3 separate regions of the Mus musculus genome follow, and all the other regions are linked to region 1. Evidence: chromatin contacts called from public Hi-C and HiChIP or PLAC-seq data. All regions are on one chromosome and are shown on one strand. The core of a region is the stretch at or near the end of the contact, and the rest is flanking DNA. Distances in the headings are between cores, read along the strand shown.

Region 1 (2,700 bases), core at 50-2,549:
GCTCCAGTCAGACATCTAAAGCAAACAAACACGGGCACATACCAAAACGAACCAACAAACACTACAAACTATGAAACAGATACATTTTAAAAGAGCATTAACTTTATAAAAAGAATTTTCACCTCACTTCATAAAAGGGCTCAACCCATATGTAGAATTGTACAATGAGCAGAGGCAGAAGAGACAATGGAGTCAGGCGCGCGCCCCCCCCCCTTTTTTTTTTTAAACAGGAACAAAGAAAAGCCCAGGAAGGTTAAAGTTCTGCTTACTTAACATCTGCCCACTGTACAGACCAAACAAAAGATTACCTATTCAGTCAACCCTGGCTGCTGGTGGGGCTCAGACCTACTCAGGCTTTGAATGGAAGTACAAACTGGTTTTATCCACAGAGTGGAGATGCAAGGCATACCCTGAAGGCCTCTATCACAGGGCCAGGAGAAAGGGGAGTGGAGCAAGCCTGTAATACTTAGAGGCTCGACTCCCCGGGGACCTGCCCTCAATTGCTGAAAGAGCCTGACCTCTGACAAGAACCAACGATTTCAGCAGTAATTAATAAAACTGTCAAATTAATTAACCCAAGTCTTTGTTCACAGGGGAAAAAAAAATGAAACATCTATTACCAATACTGCTGTTTATCAGTTGTAGAACAAACTCTTTGACTCAGACTGTCACCACTGGGACACAGGGTCACTACAGACTGGTGTCTCTAAGGAAGGTCCTACCTAGTAGACTGCCCATGCTTGTTAATAAGCCTTAGTGTACCGTGTCCTTTGATGACATGACCAGTGGATTAACAGGGCTCTACAACCTAATGGTATTTCTAACGGAGACAGACAGGCCTAAGAATCCCACCCTGTATCACTCACAGTTCCCAGAATGCCTTTCAGAGATCCCTTTGAATTACTGTAATGAAACACTGAGCTAATGCTGCAGGATTTAATTAAACTATTTAGTAAATGGCTCAGGTTAAGGCAGTGGTTCCTGCACCCTTGACTATAAAGGCTGAGTCCTACAAATGCCCACATATACATTTCCATGCTATCTCTTTAGAGGCTTCAGAACTATTTTCTTACACCTAGGCTAGCTTTTATTCCATTTAGAATAATTACCTCCCATCCCATTTCTGACGTTCAAGAAAAACAAGACACTTAATTGACCACAGAGGCTCTCAAGGGCACAGACTTCAGAGGCTCTGCTGGGCTCTCAGCTTCAGCTGATGTAATCTGCTATGAGAAGCTGGGTTCTATTTTTAAATCCTACCCTCTTACTCTACCTTCAAAGGGCACATATATCACACACTAACCTCACTCATAAAATACCGCGTGGTACTAGGGTGAACCATGATGTGAGGAGGAGCCTCCTACAGTACAGGGACAAGCAGCCCCACCTACATAAATCCACCCTTGGGTTCCTACGAGGTAGCCTGGAGAGCTGCTCCATGTGGCCCTGACTCTCCATATATCTCTTTTCTCCGAGTCATTTTGACAAGGAGCAGATGACTAGCAGGGCTCTTGCAGAGGGCTAGGAGCAAGCTTTGGTCTCTGTGTCCTCAGTTCTCTGACAGGAACACTTAGTCACAACTCCTAATGTTGATGTGCGGAGCCATCTCTAGCCCCTGGGCTTCAGAGAGTGCCAGATCATTTGCTTTGTTTTATGTGAAACTTTCACTCACCAGCTCTGTCTTGCGCACTCGTGACTGTGCTGTATAAAAGGTTTCAAGACATTTGAGAAATGCTAGGGGGGGAAATTAACCCAATGTTGGAGGTGAAAATTCCCTTCCAATTTGACTTTCATTTATGTTTATTCTGGCTTTGTAATCAAAGTGACGCTTTACTGAGTCTACCAGAGGTCAGACTGTGTTTCTCTCTGGTCTTCATCCTGCCAGGACCCAGGTGTGCCATATTTTATTTGGTTTCTACTCTTCTGCTCCCTGTTCTAACATGACATCTGACTGAGTTGTGAACACAAATTTTGTAACACCCATCCCTTTCTCAACACTTTTTCCACTCCCTCCTTACAGATTTGTGTGTGTGTGTGTGTGTGTGTGTGTGTGTGTGTGTGTGTGTGTGTATTTTGTACTTTCAAATGGAGTCAGACAGGTCTAAGAATCCCACCATATATCACTCACAGATCCTAGAAGGCCTAGAATATGTTTGCGTGTGCGCGCGTACACGCATTCGCGCATGTGCATGTGTGTCTGTGTATCTATATCTCTTTCTCTAGTCTTGCTTGTCTCTCAGGCCATGTTGCTTAGGCACCTATGTCTCTACATTTACATCACTTGATGCTGCTTCTAGGAGTTCTATTGCTTCTACCTCGGGCCTTTGCCCACATTGACTCCTCAGCTAACCACTGCTGTTTCCCACCCCTCTGTCCAGGTCCTTTCTATTTGTCTTGGTTTCTTTTCTGTTGACAAAAGCAACTGTATGGCGGATGGGTTTCTTTTAGCTTATTGTTCAAGGCACAGCCTATCATAAAAGCAAATCAAGGCGGCAGGAGCTTGAAGTAGCTGGTCATATTGCTCTCACAGGCAGAAGAAAATCGTCTGCTCTCTCAACTCTCCCTCTTTTCTTCATTCACTCCAGGACCCAAGCCATGAAATGGTTCAGTCTACAATTAAGATGGGTCTCCCCACATCAATGAATGTAATTAAGATAACACTATCTTGTCAGGCTCAGCCCAGAGACCAGCTCCTAGGTG
Region 2 (2,716 bases), core at 69-2,568, 360 kb before region 1:
GGAGAGGCTGCCCAGCTCTTGTGGGGTTTCTGGGTCAAGAAATGAAAGAGGAGGGGGTAAGAGAGAAAAGTAGAGTTCTTGAGTTAGAGCAGTCTATTTTTGAGAGAATTTTGAGAATTCTATTGTCAGACAATATTTCTCGACTATTCTGGAGAAAAACAGTTTATGTCTTCTTTTTCCGTAAAAAAGTTGTTTTATCCTGGAGGGAATGTTAGTATGTTAGGGTTCTCTATGCACAATGTATTAATAGTATCTAATCACTGAAGTAATTATCTTTAAGGCTTAGGGGAATGTTGGGCATTAGTTTACTACTTAGGTGGAAGAGATCGGCGTGATTGTGCAGCTTTCTGCACAGTGACTCATTCGCACGTCTTCCTGCAGCACGAAAGCACGTGCATCAGTGAGGTCAGGGTCTGCCCTGTCTGTCTCAGCACAGGATCCAGAGTGTGTGCCCAAGAAGACTGTCAAATGAATACATTCATTACAATTCATTAATTAATAATGAGCTACAAGTAGAAAGTTGCCTTTATTTTAAGGGATTTTTAATAATTTTCACTAAGCAAATGTTTTATAATCAAGGGAAAACTTACTTAAACTGATGAATAGGAAGAAAAATCATTTTATTTTTTTACTTACCTGCATTTATTCTTTCATTCATTCATTCCACAAATATTTACTAAACCGTGACTATACCTAAGACACAGTACAAAGAACTGGGTAGATAATGATGAAAGAAATGGATGCAAGAAAGAAACTATCTACCTTGTGCACCAAGCACGTGATCTCTTCAATTTCACTTCACTTCAAGCACAGAGCGAGAGCTCAGTGTTGACCATGTGACCCCCTGTGATTGGAATAAAGCACTGCTCAGTGTTGACCATGTGACCCCCTGTGATCAGAATAAAGCACTGCTCTGCTGGAGGCTCAGGAAGTAGCCACCATGACTTTGTAAGTTCTAATTGCTTAGTGTCTTTATCAGGTTACTGTTACAAAGCGCCATACTGTATACTGGCTTACAGACAGTAGGAAGTCATTTTAAGTTCCAGAACTGGGAACCCCAACATCAAGGTGCTAGCAACTTTGCTATCAGATAAGAGAGCCTGCTTTTTTAGTTCATGGGTGGTTCCTTCTTGTGTCATCACATGGAGCTTTGACCGTCACCCCTTATTAAAGGAAACAGTCCACCTTATGAAGGTTCCACCCTCACGACCTAATTATCTCCCCAAAGCCACATCTCTTAATGCTATTACATTAAGAATTCAGTTTCCACATGTCAAACCAAACAGGTGGGGGTGGGAGGAACTGCAGCATAATAAAGGATGTACTGGATATGTCTATACAGCTTGACAGTTTACTTGTCGGTCTGGAGTCTTCCAAGGCTCCTTCTTAAGGAAAGGAGCATTCAGAGTCACCAGGGAATTGAGCTAGCTCATTGTCAGGCTGTGTTCTAGACTTTCCATTAGTACCTCAGAGGCAGTGTACATACTCAGATGAGTTAGAAGTGCTTTCTGAGCAATGGAACAACCAGTGTTCGCTATCAGAGAGCACAAAAGAAACGGGTGCTCCAGAGGAAACCACATAGTTAAATCATAAGAGGCTATCTATGGTTTATCATAAAAAAGTCAAAATTATTTGTCTTTACCTTAAACACCTAAAATAGAATTCTTTATTTCTCTTCTTTAAAAACCCAACAATGAAAACATTGTTGTATAGTCTGTACTGCTTATACCTTCACGTAGAAAAAAACTATCATCTAATCTGGGAGTTTTAAGCTCTGGTGAGAGACTCACAACTCCCACAGTGAGTGTAGTATGTATGAGCCTATGGCCCTGAGTATGGGACTGTCTAGCCAGCAGACTGCATTTTACTTATATCTAAACATTTCAACCTTCACTTGACCATGGAGAGGTCTACTTGTTGATTTTTGCAGCCCCAAAGCATCTCTGTCCAAGTTTTCATCATCTCGACATATCACCATTATCTATGGCAGGTGTAGAACTGAATCCCTGAGGCATCCTTGGCTCCACTCTGTCCTTCACATTCCTTTTTATCTCTTTCATGTCTTGTCATCCTAGCCTCTGGATTCCAGCAGTCCCTCAGCCTTGCCACTGTTAGAACACAAAGCCACCACTTGTGCCAGGTTTCTACCTCCAGTGTTCCCTTAGAGCCTACTGGTAACATAGCAAACCAAAGTAAATGTCAGGCACACTGTTTATTGGCTTGAGACTAGCTGAGTTCTCACTAAGGAGAATGAGCACTTAAGCCTAGAGCGGGCTCCAGGAACCCCTTCCCCTTCCATTCTCATTCCTCGCCATGCCCCAGCCTTCCGTCTGGGCCACTGGCCTTCCTGTCATTTCATGATGCTGAGCTCTTTCTCTTCTTGTCCTGTTGGCTGCTGGCACTCATGCTCCTTACCAGAGCTTGCCTTGGCTCTTCGTTGTCATAGAAACTATCATTTATTTTGCTAGCCTTTCTCATGACTATCTCTGCTGAAGTGTCACACCCCCAGTCGCCACCACATAACTTTGTTTCATCTTCTCCACTACAGTTATCTCTGTTTCTGATCATTTATTTACCACCTGTTAGAATTAAAATAGACCTTATAACTCAGATTCACATCTGGTATATACAAAGTCCTTTCAAAAAAATATGTTAGCAATTGATTCAACAACCAAATAAGAAAGCCGAATGTCATTTGGATGCATTTGTCTTACCT
Region 3 (2,700 bases), core at 20-2,519, 380 kb before region 1:
AGCAGCTCCAGGCCACACTGGCCTCAGCAGCCAGCACCACTTCACAGCACTGAAGTTTATACTTCGGGCTAAATGCTTTTCCTTATGACTTTAATCCTCAAAGCAGCTTTTGAGGTAGACACTGCTGTTATGCATATTCTATAAGAAGGTGCTGAAAAGACCTAGCTCGCCCTGCGTTGCAGCAGTGTAAGAAGTGAGGCTGTGATGAGACCTGAGCATTCTGGCTCTGGCTCTACCCACCGCCTCTCACTCCTGTATACTTCTGGGCCTTTTCATGGCTTGACACTACATTCCATTAGATATATAAATACCAGCCTCTTCCCCTCACCACACCTTCTTTTTCATTATGAATTTCCCTCTTACTATAAAGCTGTTCTTAGAAATGTATTTTTATTTTTGGTTGCAATCTCAGAAGGTAAGAGACTTTGAACTCATTTTGATTGGGTCCTATATTCTGTTTACGTAGTTGTTTACTTATTTTCTGTTTCGTTTACCTAGTACTCTTATAATAAGTTTAGCAAATTTAAGTGAAAATTTATCATTGGCTACAAAACTACATTTTTCCGTACCTCAGGAAACAGTGGAATAGCCTTTCTGAAACAGTGAGAGCCTTTGTCTCTGTGAAGAAAATGGATACAACCTCCGCCCTGATCTTTTAGAAGAGATTTCCTAAATTCTCACCAGATGTATTAGAAGGGTACTCTGGGTTGAATCTCCCCAGTTCTCCTGTGTGTGGTTTGCTTTCTGCAATATCATCCCTGGACCACCACTTCTTCCCATGAGCTTATGCTCTCTTCTCCCCTCGTCTAGTCGGCTCTTCTCCATAATCAATAGTTTATAGTGTACAGACTTTGTATGCAACTTATTGACCTACTAGCAAGTTGGCTGCAACTAATGACATTCATTGTAGAATATCCCTTTTGTTCCATAAAGAATAAAGGAAGATGAAGAAAAGCAGATGAGGTACATGGAAATAAATTTGTATAAAGGAAGTTGCATGTCCATGATAACTTAGCATGTTCTTTATGGCCGCAAAATAAAATCAGAAGAGGGTGAGGAAATTGGCCTAATAGATATAGCTGGGACTAGAGAGACTGAAACTTGGTACCAATTATAGGGGTAGCGAATGAAGGTGATAGAGACTAGGAGGCAGGTTTGGGAGAGACTGCTAATGAACTGAAAAGAAAGCACAGTGCATGGTGATTCACTGCCATTGTGAACATGCACAGAAGCAGGGCTAGTTCTGCCGAGAGATAAGGAGGGACTGTGGAAAGCACTAAGGTTAACTGCCACGGAGACGTGGACCAAGTAAATAGTCAGCAGGCTGGAATGGATGGCCTTGTAACCCAAGAAAAGGTTTGTCTTTAGCAATTGCTTTTATAGTCAGAATTGTGTTGGTATATTCTGAGTTACAGTTTTGGCTAAGATCCCCTAGAGATGAGTAAGAAAGTCTAGCCCTAGAGAGAGTAACAGGAAAGTGGAGAAGAACCACAAAGAAGCCTGAAAAACACCCACAGAAAAATATGGCCAATACAAAGTATATATGTGTGTTCTGTGTGTAGCTTTGGCAGTTTTTAAAGATTTTCTGAGAATTACATAGCCAACTTCCTACAAACTATGACCAAACTATATGTATTCCTTAACTATCTGTTGCATTGTCTTATTCCCAAGTCTCAGTTACAACTGCCATCATTAGTGACCCATAGTTAACAAGAACCATCTTTGCCTAAGCATATACAGCCACCATTTCAGGAAAGAAACACTTTGTAAATGAGAGTCTGGAAAAGTTATTTGTTAGTAGGTGACATATGGAGGGCTGGGTGACAGCATGGTTAAAGGTACAATCACTCTAGCAGACAGGATGTTGTTTTCACAGGAAACCTGTTTATTAAATCAGGAGATTATTGTCTTGTATGAGAAAGGGATTGTCGCATGCAACAGTGTTCCTGCTGAAGTGAAAGGTCATACATGTGCTCACGTGTTAGATTTACATTTCACTGCCACACACACTTTTTCCAGTGAAAGAGGTTACATCCTTAGCCTTACACACCACACACACACACACACACACACACACACACACACACAGACACACACACTGGGAGGATTGGGGGAGACAGACATACAAATAGACTTGAGGGTAGGGTTTTAAAGCAAGGAACGTATCCAGACCATGGAGAGGGTGGCTGATAGTAGCCACAGTCCACTTAGGTCCACTTAAGGTCCCCACGCTCAGGAGGAGGAAATGGTGCCCCAGGGTCCCTACTCAATGCACATGTACGAAGAGATCTTAGAACTTACATCTGTAAATTACTGTACACTTAGATGACAGTCTTTGTTTTCTCAGTATATGTATTTGTACAGTATCTCATGTTTGTAAATATATATGATTTATATAAATTAAAAGAGGCATGAGCTCTAAAGTGTTTAAATTACTGTGTGTGTGTGTATGTGTGATTAAAATATACTTTGGAGTTTCCAACTTAAATCATAGCGACTCTTTGACTGTAGTAAATAAATTGGGACACACAGAAGCTTTTAAACACAAATTGTTCTGCCATCTCAGTGTACAGTAATTTACAGATGTGACCTCTAACCACTTTACCTGTCAGATATCGGGCAATTTGGTTGCAAAATGCAGATATATGCCTCAACCTTATTTTTATATCCTGGTTCTTAAGGAGCCCACTAAGCACCAGT

Evidence for each region. Hi-C and Micro-C count contacts between places; a contact is called where the count stands out from the background. HiChIP or PLAC-seq counts read pairs in DNA pulled down with a chosen protein or histone mark.
Region 2: a contact with region 1 is called in an H3K27ac HiChIP or PLAC-seq map of regulatory T cells, with 4 times the contacts expected there. The contact joins two enhancer-like sites. A contact is called at or near these places in 6 of 39 promoter capture datasets (the C10 cell line, the HPC-7 cell line, hippocampal neurons and 3 more), 1 of 15 datasets of contacts at CTCF or cohesin (large pre-B cells), 4 of 484 Hi-C or Micro-C datasets (the C2C12 cell line, embryonic stem cells, myocytes and 1 more) and 1 of 115 datasets of contacts at active chromatin or transcription factors (regulatory T cells).
Region 3: a contact with region 1 is called in a Hi-C map of Th1 cells, with 3 times the contacts expected there. The contact joins two enhancer-like sites. A contact is called at or near these places in 5 of 39 promoter capture datasets (the C10 cell line, the HPC-7 cell line, hippocampal neurons and 2 more), 3 of 15 datasets of contacts at CTCF or cohesin (the NIH/3T3 cell line, large pre-B cells and pro-B cells), 12 of 484 Hi-C or Micro-C datasets (B cells, the G1E-ER4 cell line, Th1 cells and 7 more), 4 of 115 datasets of contacts at active chromatin or transcription factors (CD8 T cells, embryonic stem cells, regulatory T cells and 1 more) and 2 of 9 other capture datasets (adipose tissue and embryonic stem cells).

What each region holds. Positions count from the first base shown.
Region 1 is chr6:8,731,377-8,734,076 of GRCm38.p6, forward strand. All of the region lies in intron 6 of Ica1 (islet cell autoantigen 1), which reads right to left. Among named protein-coding and RNA genes, the nearest start is that of Ica1, 46 kb to the right of the region's middle. Within about 2 kb of position 1,300, at least 60 of the 459 cell types and tissues checked have an H3K27ac peak or open chromatin away from gene starts, as enhancers often do. A contact at or near this core is called in CD8 T cells, Th1 cells, granulosa cells and 1 more, where this site is marked.
Region 2 is chr6:8,374,098-8,376,813 of GRCm38.p6, forward strand. All of the region lies in intron 3 of Umad1 (UMAP1-MVP12 associated (UMA) domain containing 1), which reads left to right. Among named protein-coding and RNA genes, the nearest start is that of Gm46952, 30 kb to the left of the region's middle. Within about 2 kb of position 1,319, at least 19 of the 459 cell types and tissues checked have an H3K27ac peak or open chromatin away from gene starts, as enhancers often do. A contact at or near this core is called in regulatory T cells, where this site is marked.
Region 3 is chr6:8,349,847-8,352,546 of GRCm38.p6, forward strand. All of the region lies in intron 2 of Umad1 (UMAP1-MVP12 associated (UMA) domain containing 1), which reads left to right. Among named protein-coding and RNA genes, the nearest start is that of Gm46952, 5.6 kb to the left of the region's middle. Within about 2 kb of position 1,270, at least 80 of the 459 cell types and tissues checked have an H3K27ac peak or open chromatin away from gene starts, as enhancers often do. A contact at or near this core is called in CD8 T cells, Th1 cells, granulosa cells and 1 more, where this site is marked.